Linked DNA regions of Mus musculus: region 2 is linked to region 1. Evidence: chromatin contacts called from public Hi-C data. All regions are on one chromosome and are shown on one strand. Each heading gives the region's core, a stretch centred on a gene start, on an enhancer-like site or on the middle of the called end of the contact. The rest is flanking DNA. Distances are from core to core; before and after follow the strand shown. Region 1 overlaps Nt5dc3 (5'-nucleotidase domain containing 3). Region 2 overlaps Gm16271 (predicted gene 16271).

Region 1 (6,951 bases), core at 1,838-4,337:
CTGTGCTCCCAACCCTAGGATTTTTTTTTTTAACCTTTGATTTATTTTCATAGAAATGGTCTCACATCTGGGGGGAAAACCATGTTTTGCAACTGGCTTAAATACCCATAAACCGATAGGTCTAACACACATACCAGGAGATACAACTCAAGCTTTTATTTGGCTTTAAGTTCATTATCACAACATAGACAATCAACACGTAGAATAAATAGCAAATTCACATTCCGAATAAATAGTAAACCTACTTTGTATTTATTGTGCCTGATACCACACAGGCACAGTCATCCCACGACACGAAACAGTGAGGAAATGGGCCTACATTGGAGCTCTAGCCTGTGCTAACAGGAGAATACAGGGGCACTTTTGGAGGAGCAGACTGGAGACAAAAGTGTCATGCAGGAAGGCCTTCTGAGGGACACTGCTGGGATGGACACCTGGGAGGGGAAGACCAGTTGTTGCAGGGCAAGCACAGGAAGGTCTTAGGAGCCCCAAAGGGAGCTCTGGAGCTGTCCCCAAAGTAGTGTTGGAGAGACCAGGCTCTCGACCCTTCACAGGGAACAGTCATGGAATATACACCCCCAGGAAAGGCATGTGATCTGGGGCAAGGCAGAGAAACCCATCAGCCGGCCACACTCCAGCCCCTGGGATGAGCCGGCCTTCAGTCCTGGGTCCAGCAGAGTAACGAAAAGGGGCAACAACTCGTAGCTTAAATCCACACAGTGAAGCAATCTCAGCTTAGCGCTGGCCGTGCAGAAACAGATACACATGGTAGACAGGGCAGCTAAGGGGACACAGCACGCTGGCTTAGACCTCACACTAACTATCCAAACTGGAAGGCTGCTCCACTGGCTCTAAGCAGAGAATCTTGCCATCCCAGCCTGAGGCAGCAAGCCACACCCTGTGCTGATGAATCAAATCCCAATGGAACAGTGTGTCTATTCCTACAGAAGCGGCAACCAGAATGGCCTGCAAAGCTGAAAATGGTTCCCTTATTAGAAAAGGGCCCCCTCCTCTTCCTTCCCTTTGCTTAACCAATCCGTGGTCTAAAATGTTAGCTGAACTCAAGAACCTAGCTCACAAATATTAAGGCCAAAACCACAAATAAATAAATAACAAGGAAATAAAGGAGAGAGAAAAAAATCCACCCAATGAAAGGAAATCATGCCAGGCCGGGTGGTATGCTCCTCTTATCCCAACACACTGTGGGGGCAGAGGCAAGCAGATCTCTATAAGTTTGAGGCCAACCCACTCAACATAGTAACTTCTAGACCAGCCAGAGCTACACACTGAGACCCTGTCCCAAACTAACAAACAAAAGAAGGTCCTCAGGAGGGAAAGAATGGATCGGCTCCCTAAGCAGCTGAAGAAAACCACCAAGGAGCTCTGCAGCTGGCCAAATGTAGTCTCTTGAGCATTTTAGTCAAGAGCCCCCAAGTAGGGTTTTGGCAGCAAGTGAGCATTTGGATAAAGTGGAACTGTAGTGTTTAGCACTTGCCGAAGGGAGGGGAAAGCCATTTAGTTCACCCAAAGCTAAATTAGGTAGATGGCACGAGAGCTTTTCACTTCTCCCTCATTGCAATAAATGAGAGGGCTGATGTGTTCAAAGCAACCTATAATTTAGTCTGGGATCTGACCAAATCAGCAGCAGGTGTACTAATGGTGAAGTGGGGAGCACGACAGAGACAGACATGGGTAGACAGCCAAAGGAGGAGAGGAGAGGAAGGGAGGGGGAAGGAGGAGAGAAACAGGGAGGAGGAGAGAAGGGGAGGAATGGACAGGGGAGGGGGAAGGAAGAGGGGAGGGGAGGGGAGGGGAGGGTGTGCTATCTTAGGAGGAAAATCAAGAGCTTTAAATACTCAGAACCTGAGATATTTTTAAAGCCAGCTCTCCCCTGAAAAACCAACTGAGAAACCCCAAGCAGTGCAAACTACTCCAGTGGCCCCTGATGGCACCATGACCTTGCTGGACATCAGACTGGCAGAGATTGCCCTTAGACTGAATTGTTGTTCACATGATTCTAAGAAAATCAGTCTAAGCAATGTCAAAAAAACAAAACCCTACAAATTAAAGATATTAAAAATAATTTTACTGTTCGGTTTACAGTTTGATTTTTTTTTTCCGAGACAGGGTTTCTCTGTATAGCTCTGGCTATCCTGGAACTCACTTTGTAGACCAGGCTGGCCTTGAACTCAGAAATCCGCCTGCCTCTGCCTCCCGAGTGCTGGGATTAAAGGCGTGCGCCACCACACCCGGCCTACAATTTGATTTTTTTAAAGGTGAAAAAAAGACCCACCTCCCCTTGTACTGCCCTCAACGTGTACAAAAATACTCTAGAAATACTCTAGAATACTCTAGAAAGAAGAAAATACCACAGCGCAGCAGGTCAGACCCCAGCCAAGAGTCCCAGGGACAAGCTAAAACTTGTCCTGGCTACACTAGATGAGGACAGTAACAGGGAAAACGCCCCATTCTTCCTGCAGGGATGCCGTGCCAGCCATGCAGCCAGATCACAGTTTGCATGTCTGGTGCGACAGCCTCGCTGATCCCAGTACTGCCACGCTTGGAGACCTCGGGACTGTGATCCTCCAGACAGGAATAGGCTGTAAGATTCACTTCTCAAACCCAGGAGATGTCTTCCTCCCCCAAGGCTCAGGTCGCCTACTGTAGGCATAAGAAAACATCGCTACCTCAATCTTGAGTAAATAAACCCTCGAAACTGTCCACACCAGAAGAGTAGACAATTCGACCAAAGATTCCTCCTACAAGCACAAGTTAGGGCTTAGGGCATCCGGGCAGCATGCATCCTTTTAGGACCCTGACACTGAGCAGCTGCCAAAACCCCCGATGGCTAACACTGGGGAACGGGAACACAGGAACAGAAAAATGCCCATCTCATTCTAAAAAGGAGCAGAATACTGAACCCCCGTGTTTAGAACACAAGAAGGGGGAAGGGAGACTGAAGGGTCACCTTGACAACAATGTTAAACACTACCAACATCAAAGATCCCATGCTAACACACAGCATTACAGTGAATGCTGCACAGCTCCGTTAGCTTCTGCACATTGCCAGGCAGTCAGCAACCGGCCAAGGGAGCAGCCCTCAACAGCTGGTTAAGATCTACTCATTGCGGGTTAAGATGCCAGAGCGCAAGCGCTCGCCACAAGTCTCCGTCATGGTCCTGCCTTTCTTTACACTTCTGCATGCATGCACACACACACAGTTGCAGGAGGCTGAGGCCGGAGGATTGAGTCCAAGGCCAGCCCAGGCTCCAAAGCAAGACCCTACCTGGGGGGACTCGGGGGGGGGGGGGGGGAGCAGAAGCAGCAGCAGCAGCGCCACAAGAGCACAAAATGAGTCAGGCCAGGTGACAAGGCTAATCTGGCCACGAGCACTTTCGTGGCATTTGCAATGAACGTGGCGTCTGCAACGAAAACGCCATTAAACAGAACTGTTGATAACAGAGCAGCCAGTCCTGTGGTGCCTAAGCAGCAAAAGTGTTCAAAGCTACTACAATCAGATGTAATCAAGGATTCATCCCTCCAGAGGGGGAAGGACAGAAGCAATTTCCCCAGCTTGGCTCTCAGCATGAAATGTGGCATTCCCACAGCGAGCTGTCTGTGCTGGATGTCTAACACACAGGCTAGCCCTGGCCACAGGCTGAGTCTTTCTTGTCTTCTATAATGTCCAAAACACTGGCTGAAAGGCAATTTTAGTGCGAGTGGCTGTCTTCTCCCACTTTTCCTAGGGAGGAGGGAGCCCACCCATCACCCCTTTGGGGCAGACAAAGCCACTGTGACAAATGCTTCCTGTTTTCCCTCAACAAAGTCATTCCAGGAGGCTGTGAATTTTATGGGAAAATGTCCTTGAAAGCCTAGGACCAGGAGATGGGGGAACTGGCCACAGGTAGGGCTGCTCCCTCAGGAACCTGCTTCCTGGTGTGCTGCAGATCACCACGCCCTTGCGGTCCCCAGTGCTGCTTGTAAACAACCAAGAAATGTCTCACAGAATCAAGAAGTGTCCACTCTCCACCTACGGAACACAGGCAGCCATCAAGAGGTCTCACTTGTCAGAAGCCATCAAGAGGTCTCACTCATCAAGAGGCCCACGTTGCTGGTTCCACTATAAGCAAGGTCTCATCAGGGTTTCAACACTGTTGTGTGGAGAAGGGCCGGGAGGCCCCAGGCGGCCAGCTCCTGCCTCAACCTGGACAGGACAGTATTCATAGTAAGATAGAAAAAATACAAAAGGCGCATCTGACTCTGGGAAGCAACTCTGAGGCTGCCTGACCCTCTGTGAGGCCACGAATGCTTCTGGCTTTTGCCTCAGGCAAACACAGGACTACTTGGCCTGAGCCTCCTGCAGCAAAGGGGCTTTGAAGGCAGACGGGCTGTCCGACCATGCAGGGAGCTCATGTTGCAGAGGAGTCCTCCTGGGGTAGAATGTGTGGTGGACGTCGTAGTTCAGAAGGCAGCTCAGAGACGCCATGTAGATGTCAGCGAACCTCGACAGCCGCCTCAGGAAGTAGGTTGGATTCTGGTCTGTTCGGAACAAGCTCCCAAACTGGGCGTTGAAGAAACTTTTGGTCATTTCTCTGAAATATCATGAAGGAAAAAGAAAGCACAGAGAGAAGTTTTTAAAGGTTTTGTTTTTTTGTTTTTGTTTTTGTTTTTTGAAAGAAAAAACAAAACTTGAGTAAAAATATCTTTAAAACAAAACCGACTGGAAAGAAAAAGCAGCCAACTAGCCACGGGCAGACCTAATACCAGTCAGGAAAAACCTGTAAGTCAGGTATGGGGCCCACACACCCCTGAGGTCAAATCAGGCAGCCAGCCTGGGCTACAGAGATATGAGGCCCATGCCTGTAACCTTAACACCAGAGGGCTGAGGTTAGACGATTAGGAAGCTAGCCTGGGCTAAGCAATGAGACCCTGTCTTACAAAACAAATAAACAAACCACAAAACACCATCTGTCCAGCCAGCTCTCAAAATAGCCTGTTTTACATCCCTGGCTCTGTATCAGTTAAGATGCTACTTCAAGGTTGCACCATGAATTACGCGCATCAGAGTGGGCAGAGCTGCTTCAGAGCTACTGAGACAAAGAGTTCTCCATGGTGCCAAGAACTAAGCAAGGCACAGAAATAAAATGCTGTAAAGCATTCTCTCCTGGAGGAATTACAATTATTGTGTTGATCTCCACCTCCAAGGACAGACCTTCAAATGCTTCGCACGCCCCCTCCTAGCCTAGCCTGCAGCATCTTCAGTCAGTCAGTCACCAAAGCCACGGTGTTTCCCCTCTTCAGTTAAACCTCTGTGCATTCCTATCAACATCCTCCACACAGCCTACTCCAGCAAAATGGATTAATACCATTTAAACGGTGTTAGATTCCTTACTAACATGGGAAACGCTTAACTTGTTGCACACGGTGCATAAAAGTCACATACTAATAGCAGTTGTCTGTTGTCACTGACGACTAATACGATCACAGCTGTTAAAACCCCAGCTAGGTCGCTGCAGGTAAACAACATAAATGGTATTTAAATGTTCACTGCAACACCTCTTTAAGACGTTGAAACGAAAGCTTACAGGGGCTGGATAGGTGGTTCTGTGGTTAAGAACACTTTTTGTTCTTCCAGAGGGCCTGGGTGTGATTACAAGTGCCACATGGCAGTCCACAACTGTCTATTACTCCAGTTCCAAGGGATCTGATGTCCTCTTACAGTGGACCCAGGTTCAACTCCCAGCACCCATGTGGCAGCTCACAACTGTCCATAATACCCAGGGGGCCTGATGTCTTCTTCTGACCCCCATGGCCATAAGGCAAGCACGAGATTCAGACTTGCACATATGCACATAAGCAAAGCACTCCTACTCATTAAAAAAAAGATGTGGCGATGTTAGAGACATGAAGCCAATAGGAAATCTCTGTCAGGTGAAGCTTCCTCAATGAGCATGTTAGGTCCCTAGAAGTGAGTGACCCATTCACTGCAGACAGAGCCCAGGCCTTCAGAGACAGCGGCCCTGAAGTCAAACCACACCACCCCCTTTCCCACTCTCCTCCACTCCACATTTTTACAGCAAAACAAATCAGTTCAGAAGAAGCCTGGGCTGCCCAACGGTCTGAGGAAGAGACTCGACCCAGGCTCGGCCCCGCAGAACCCCTCAACATCCCTTGTCAACTCTGGCTGCCGTCATTCAGGGACCCGAACCCCAGAAACAACCAGTTTCTAAATCTCAGGCTATGCCAGGGCGGGAGCAACCACATTCGGTTCACAGACAGTGTGAGTATCCATCACAGGAAGGCTCCCTGTGGGCAACTGTCTCCCTAAGGACACACTGATGACAATTCTGACAAGCCAAAGGCTTTCTTCACCAAGAAAAGCTGGGGGCACATTCCTGAAACAGCAGGGAGCATAACTAGACTGCAGGAGCCCTGAGGATCCCTGTGTGTTCAGAGACAGCCTCCAGCACTGTCCCAACAGCCAGCTACCATTGGGCTGCTAGTCAGGCCGGAGGAAAAACACCAAAAAGCCACCTCTTAAAAGGCTTTCAATGGCAAAGGCAGAGGACAGATGGAGATCGCAGCTGGCTTTGAAGAAACACCACACATCACCATCAGCAGAGAACTGATCCTGGATACTGGGAAGTCACGGTCACACTCTGGAGCTAAAATAGGATGCTTCCTGAAGTCTCCTCGGATGCACAGCACACACCAAGGGCCGGATGGGTATCGGCAGGTGATAAATAGGACAGGCTCACCTCATCTCCTTCCTCTCCTTTTTCCACTCCTGTAAAACCAGCTGTGACTCGGCGTCTCTGTGGACCTGCAGGGACATAAGCCAACAGTTTCCAGGGCTCTGCTTTCAAACACACTCGTTAGCAGTAAGAGTTATTTAATGGGAAACTTTTCATGAAGGAATCCTTCCTCCTCCTTAAGTCTAACAGTTGGGCA
Region 2 (6,951 bases), core at 2,853-5,352, 180 kb before region 1:
AAGAATGAAGAGGACAGTTTTGAGCTGCTCAATGCCGCTCCTGAATCGATTAAGAAAACATCTCCCAGATGTGCCTCCAGGCCTGTCTGATAACAGGGATTCCTCAGTCAAGACTTCCTCTTCCCAGGTGTGTCAAGCTGACTACCAAGCTTTACCACAGGATAAATCCATGGTAATTCCTATAAAGGTACCTACTGCTCCCATGAGCCAGCCCGAAATCTGTCTTTACTCGGTCATCTGATTTTCACTTCAGACTCCACTGACCATAGCCACATCTTTTGCCTGTCATGAGCTTCCCTCTCACTCCCCTTGCCTCTTCGGCTGGAATTGTACTTTTCAAATGTTTTGGTCCTAGGAATCCTTTCAGTTTTAAAGAGCATTAGGTTGTACTTTTATATATCTTGTTTCCTTCTAATAAACTTAAATGTATACTTTTTAAAAGCATTACATCTGATGTTTTACTTTCCAAGGACCATGAGTGTGTGTGTGTGTGTGTGTGTGTGTGTGTGTGTGTGTCTGTGTCTGTGTCTGTGTATAGGTCTGTGTATCTGTGTATGTCTGTGTGTCTGTGTGTGTGTCATCTATGTGTGTCTTTGTGTGTCTATGTCTGTGTGTGTCATCTATGTGTGTGTCTGTGTGAGCCTTACGTAAGCTCATTATTGTGCAGTGTTGGCTATCAGAAGGGCAAGATGAGCCAGCACGTGCTTCTCTCTGGGAGGCTCCTAACTAGCAGAGCCCCAGCTAAGCTATGAAAAAAAGAATCAGTTCATTAATTTTGTGCCCCTTGCTGTGGAGCTGCGTGAACATGATTTTGAGTTCTGTGCCCTCACCTCCTGCAGTGTCCCACCCTGCTGAAACTCGTCTGCAGGACTGGGAATATAGAATGTTTGCCCAGTTTGCATAAAGTCCCCCCACCCCACCCCCACCCCACACACACCTCTGGGAATTAGATCCCCAGCACAAACCAGGCATAGTGGTGCATTCCTGCAATCCCAGCATTTAAGAAACAGAGGTGGGAGTTTCAGAAGCTCCCTGGCCACATAGGGGGCTGGAGATGAAATTGGGTACATGAGAACCTGCACCCCCCCCCCAAAAATTACTGGTGCAGAAAACCTGTCTCAGGCTCAGGCTGCTGGGTTCTCTTTCTCTTCTCATTTTGGTAGTTGGAGGAACCAAAATCACACCCCTCTGGACTGCAGCTAGAGCCCTGTCTGGTAGCTGGAACCTGACAATGACTTTATTTCCTAGGTGTTCCTGTTCCCTGGCTCTGGGTTGGCATGACCAGTGCTCTGTCTTCAGGCCACAGCAATGACGAAGGGGACATGCAGAGAAGTCACCTGACCTTCCAGTGCAGTGAGAACAGCCTGCTGGCTCTGGGAAGAGAAGGGCGTCTCAGCTTCACGATTCGCTTCCCCGGGACATGGCTTCATCCCGCCGCAGCCAACACCAATGACCTGTTTCAGAAAAACAAAGATAAATAAACATGTCGCTTGCTTCCAGGATGTCCTGAAACTCCATTCGTCTCCACTGTGGAGCCTTTGACTCCCCACAACAGTGAAAGGGGCCTGTTCAGAACTCTTGTTGGCCTCGAACTCAGAAATCCACCTGCCTCTGGCTCCCAAGTGCTGGGATTAAAGGCATGCACCACCACCGCCCAGCTAAGATTTCTCTCTCTCTCCCTCTCTTTCTCTCTCTCTCTCTCTCTCTCTCTCTCTCTCTCTCTCTCTCTCTCTCTCTCTCTCCCTCTCTCTCTCTCTCTCTCTCAGCTTTATTATTACTATTATCTTATGTGCATTAATGTTTTCCCTGCATTCATGCCTGGTGCCTAAGAGAGGTCAGAATCACCCAGAGCTAGACTTACAGACAGTATAAACCTCCATGTGGGTGCCGGGAATCCAACCTAAGACCTCTGGGAGAGCAGCAACTGCTCTTAACCTCGCGCCATCTCTCCGGTCGGGGAAATTCTTATACCTATCAGATACGTGTCTTGTTTTACATCTCTGACGATTACCTTTGTCATTTCTACAAGAACCACAAGACAGAAAAAAACTCAATTTGGGCCACTGCAGAGGACAGATAAGCCATCTTTTGAAGTCTTTGTTCGGTGTGTGTCTTCAGTGTCACTCGTACCATCAAAAGTGTTTAGCTTGGAGACCTTTATTTAACTCTCCCCATTCCCCTGGCTGTTGAGGTTTGGTCTGTGCTGTGTACTGAAAAGCTGAATACTGGCCCTGGTTGAGCTCAGGGTGGATGAATCATGAAAGCGCAGCCATGAGGGCTGGCCAATTGGAGTTAAGAGCATCCCAGATGTAACCCAACAACTGGAACTCAGGATTCCTGGCAGGGGAGGAGACAAAATAGCTTAGAGGGTAGATATCTGCGCAGCTCTAGCGCTTTAAAGGCTTATTATAAAGATAAGAGGTTGTGTGTCTTTTATCTGAGAACTGAATGATTAAAAGCAGGGGAGGAATCCCTGATTGAGATTTAATACACTTACTACAACACCTGGCCTCTCTCTTCCAACGGTGCATGTTATAGGAAAGGTACAAATTCTATTCCAAAAGCCTCTGCTGTTCACTCAACTCATCTCCACAAAACCTGTGCCACCCAATGGAACAAACATCTTCACGTCTCTGGGCCTCAGCTCTCCTGTCCGGACAGCTAAAATCTCTGACTCCCTGTTCACAGAACCTCTGGAATGTTGTAAGAAAGTTCCCAGCATGCACCACAAACATTTGATCCTTCCCTATCTGCAAAAGAAGACTTTAGAAGTAGGAGAAGTCAATCTGGAAGAGGTAAAGGACATTACTCAGAATAGTTTAAGGGGGAAATGGATATTGGATTCGATTAACTGGAAACATGGGCGTGTTTTCTTAGGACCTTGAGAAGTCTGGACCTGTCCTTCTCTTTAGAAAAGGTTGGCCCTCTCCATCTCTCTAGAGCAGGCCGGCTCTCTCTCTCTCTCTCTCTCTCTCTCTCTCTCTCTCTCTCTCTCTCTGGCTGGCCCTCCCCCTAGCTCAGTGTTCTTGCTCATCTCCACATCATTTCCTAAGCATGAGTTCTCTTCAGGGTGACTCGAAGCCTGCCTCTCAGTCCTCTAAGTCCAGTGGAAGAGGGTCAAATACTACATGAGAAAAGCTTCTAAAAAGTATTTGCTGTTTTCATATTTGTTAAAATACAGAACTTAACTGAGTGTAGTGTGTGTTTACTCATGATGTCTACTTTATCCAGAGCAAGATGATGCTACTGTTAATGGAAGGAAGGAAAATGCACCTGAGGTCACAGCACGCGCACACACACACACACACACACACAGAGAGAGAGAGAGAGAGAGAGAGAGAGAGAGAGAGAGAGAGAGAGAGAGCAGCAGGTCTGTGACTAGGAACTGGGTTTCTTTCTTATGTCTATCCTGAGGCCAGTGTTAATCTGTATGTCTGTATGGTAGACAGAGGAAGATGTTTTCTTTTTTCATGAAAAGGTCAATTACATGCAAGCATAAAGCTTAAAACCAAAACAGAATGTGGAATTCATTGCCATCCACTTCATTATTTAACAGACAAAGGCTCCAGGACTTCAGTACTTAAGATATCTGTGTACATGAGACAGAATCAGCTCTCAGGCTCTGATTTTCTCCAATGTGATCATAGAAATTCCCTCTGTTTCTCTGACAATCAATGTCACCTAGGAAAGAAGGTGTTCGGGAGCTGACTTATGTTTGTAGCACTTTGAGAGAAAAAGCCCTTCTAGTGAGTGAGTGCTCAGCATATGCCTCACCAGAAAGAGGTCACGTGTCCACAAAGAGGTGTGCACACATGGAGGCAGGAACTTCCTCAAAATGTGTGCATGACCCAGTACAACCCACTTACACACACACACACACACACGCACATGCACACACATACATTCCACACCTCCCAGGGAACCCTGCCCTGTCCCTGTTCAAAGACAACTTCCCTTTGTTGACAGCAATTGTGCCAGCTGAGCGACTCTTTTGAGTCACACAACAAAAAGGCTTGCAAAGAGGCAGCTTTCAAGACCTAATCTATGGTGAAGACCACCCCTTCCAGACAAGTAGGGTGGCTGTCAGCTGCCAGCCACATTCCAGGGATGGGAGGCAGTATGTGCCCTCTGCCCAGAGCCACCTCAGCCCCACCCAATAAAGGGCAAGGCCTGCATCCCACAGACAACATTCCTCCGCCGTACAGCTGCGCCGTGTTTCAACACGCCCCATTGTACTGCTGATTTAATGAGGCCTCTACGACACTGGGTTTGGAGACCGTCATCAGGTTGCCAAAGCTCGAGACACTTGAGCTTCTTGGGTTCCTCTATCTGAGAATTCTGGGCCATTAGTGAACATATTTTAAAATAAGCACAATAATAATAACCCCTTTACAGACAAGTGGGACTTTGTTAATTCTCTCCTTGTCCAAACTAAGGAGTATTAATAGCAAACAGAGCACCCACTTTGCAGACATAAGCCAGCTTCAACTCTGCAACATGCTAGCTGGGAGAATTTTCTGAACGACATTAAACTTCAATTCCTCAGCTGTAAGATGAACTTGCTAACCTCATCTTCCTTAAAGGACCACCAGAGAGCTGAGTTACAAAACAAACAAGCAAACAAAATGACAGAGACCCCCTCAATATTATCCAGTCCCTCAAACGAGCTCAACAAACAGGAGGTATTATTCCTTTATCAGAATATATGTAATGCTAGAAAACCAGTCGGAACAATTTTTACATCCCTGTTATCTGAACCTTCTCCTGACTGTCCTTTCCCCTAACAATTCCAAGAATGTGAGTTATCACCCGAAAGTGGTTTGAACAGTGACTGGCAGATGATATGTTACTTCCTGCTATTGTTACTGTTGTTGTTCATAGCAGCACTATTATTACTGAGTAAGAAATAAACCACCGTACTTGTGGAGATAAAAATCAATCAACAGAACCTATCTGATTACCCCACATATTTCTGCTCTGAAAGGGTCACGTTCTGTAGTCCTGGCTGACCTGGAACTCTTTTTGTAGACCAGGCTGGCCTCATGCTCCTAGACATCTGCCTGTCTGTGCCTTGCAAGTGCCTTTAAAGCTCTGTGGCTCCATGCCTGGCCTTTGACATGCGATTTTAAGAGGAAAAAAGAAAATAAAACTTATAGGAAAGTGAGATAAAATATGGTCACAATTTAGCTAAAGCGGGAGTTGTCCAAACCAACACCCACAAGGAAAAGTGGTGTTACCCGTCACACACTTTGTAAATCGTTGTAAATAGTTGTAACAACCCACTCATTTGTCTTCACGTTGTCCATTGTTATTAATCATACTATAAGAAAATAATGTAGCTGCCAGATAGATACACTTATGGCCTATAAAGCCAAAGATTTTACCCTCTGGTCCTTTACAGAGAAAGCTCGCTGACCTTCAAGTCTGAAGAGAACACAGGGATTTAACAACAGCATCTTACATGGAGTATGTCATCGTTGGATTTGTTTTCAAGAATGAAGCAAGTGAATAAATGAAGAAGCAGGAAACAGTTGATGGATTGTCGTCCCTGACCCGCAGGGCTTCATAAAATCACAACCACCTCATACTGGTGTGTCAGCTCTGCTATTGTCCCAAGGAACTGCCTGTACCATTGTTGGGAATGAATGGGCCATAAATAGTGCTTGGAAATCAGATAATAATACAAGGTTCCTTCGAGCTGGCTTCAAGTGGTCCTCGTTCTCTTCAAGTCAGGGAGGGGAAGCTGGTAACTGATGAGTGTATATCGGACTTGGCCCTGAGGTCATGTGGAGAATGGAGGGCAAAGGAGAAAGATGATAGTCTAAGACTAAAGGATGCACCTGTCTCCAGCAGAATGAAGGAAATGACTGTGAGTGGTTCTCAGTCCTGCTGAGCACGTCAGTACACTGAGAAGACCAGCCTCTACAAACAGACATCAATCAATCACAAGCACTTAGAGTGCAAAACCTAGACAAAAGCTGGTTTAGATCTAGTTAGAATTTGGGATGTTGATTGTTATCACAATTATGAGCTAAAGTTTGTATGGGAGCTCCTAGTCTAACGGTGTTTTCTCAGACACCCCCATGGCATGGTGTGGGCCTAGCTTTAGCTTTTGATCTCTATGCTCATCTGTAAGAGTTTAGTATAGTGTCAAGAGCTCAGGGTCCTTGAACAAGACCAGATGAATGAATTGAGTCTGATAGCACAGGTTGTAACCCTAGCACTTGAGAGGTTGACACAAGAGGATCACCACAAATCTGAGGCCAGGTTGGGCTCCATAGTCAATTCCATGTCTTCCAGGGCTACATAACAAGACCTTATTAAAAAAGAAAAAGAAAAAGAGTTAAGTGAACAATGGAATGGTAGACCAGTTGTCAGATTTACTGTGCAATAAGGCCAACATTCGACGATGTCCTTGATTGAGAGATTTGGAGTGAGGCCCTTCCTCACTCTGCCCTCATCATTTACTGTGGGCAGCATAGCATCTCCTTCACTCTCTGTACTAACCTGAATGTCCTTTGAGAAACCAGCACTTCCCCATGCTTAGCTATGCTGATGAGACCATTCTTAATCCCAGATTGTCTGATACTATATATTCCATCCCTACAAATACTTCAGCAGGCCATTTTATAATAAAAATAGTCAAGTAGAAAACCTGTGGTTTTAATGTCATAGGGGTAGACTCCTAGCCAGTCAATGGGCCTGGCCCTGGATTACTTAAATACTGGATTTCCTCCTACTTGAGGTACCCAACAGACGTGCAGCTGGTCAGCTTGGAGATCTCTACTTACCTCAGCTTTCTGATGTAACGCAAAGATATAATAGGGTGTTCCCTGTGGGAATTTTAAAGGTATTAAATAATGCAATGTAAAGGGCAGAATACATGACACATGTGTGTAAACTTGCTCACTCAGTCCATCAGCTGGCACAGCATGAGAGAAGGCATGCAGA

Evidence for each region. A called contact is a pair of places that touch in the nucleus more often than the background predicts.
Region 2: a contact with region 1 is called in a Hi-C map of myocytes, with 2.0 times the contacts expected there. The contact joins two enhancer-like sites. A contact is called at or near these places in 5 of 39 promoter capture datasets (embryonic stem cells, hippocampal neurons, liver and 1 more), 3 of 484 Hi-C or Micro-C datasets (adipose-derived mesenchymal stem cells, myocytes and ventral hippocampal neurons) and 1 of 9 other capture datasets (pancreatic islet).

Annotation. Positions count from the first base shown.
Region 1 is chr10:86,831,572-86,838,522 of GRCm38.p6, reverse strand. It overlaps Nt5dc3 (5'-nucleotidase domain containing 3), which reads right to left. Exons shown (of 14, transcript NM_175331.3): 13 at 6,759-6,823; 14 at 134-4,592. The coding sequence ends at 4,340. Among named protein-coding and RNA genes, the nearest start is that of Nt5dc3, 56 kb to the right of the region's middle. Within about 2 kb of position 3,087, at least 13 of the 459 cell types and tissues checked have an H3K27ac peak or open chromatin away from gene starts, as enhancers often do. A contact at or near this core is called in myocytes, where this site is marked.
Region 2 is chr10:87,013,477-87,020,427 of GRCm38.p6, reverse strand. It overlaps Gm16271 (predicted gene 16271), which reads right to left. Exons shown (of 5, transcript NR_165263.1): 3 at 1,343-1,454. Among named protein-coding and RNA genes, the nearest start is that of Stab2, 9.0 kb to the right of the region's middle. Within about 2 kb of position 4,102, at least 27 of the 459 cell types and tissues checked have an H3K27ac peak or open chromatin away from gene starts, as enhancers often do. A contact at or near this core is called in myocytes, where this site is marked.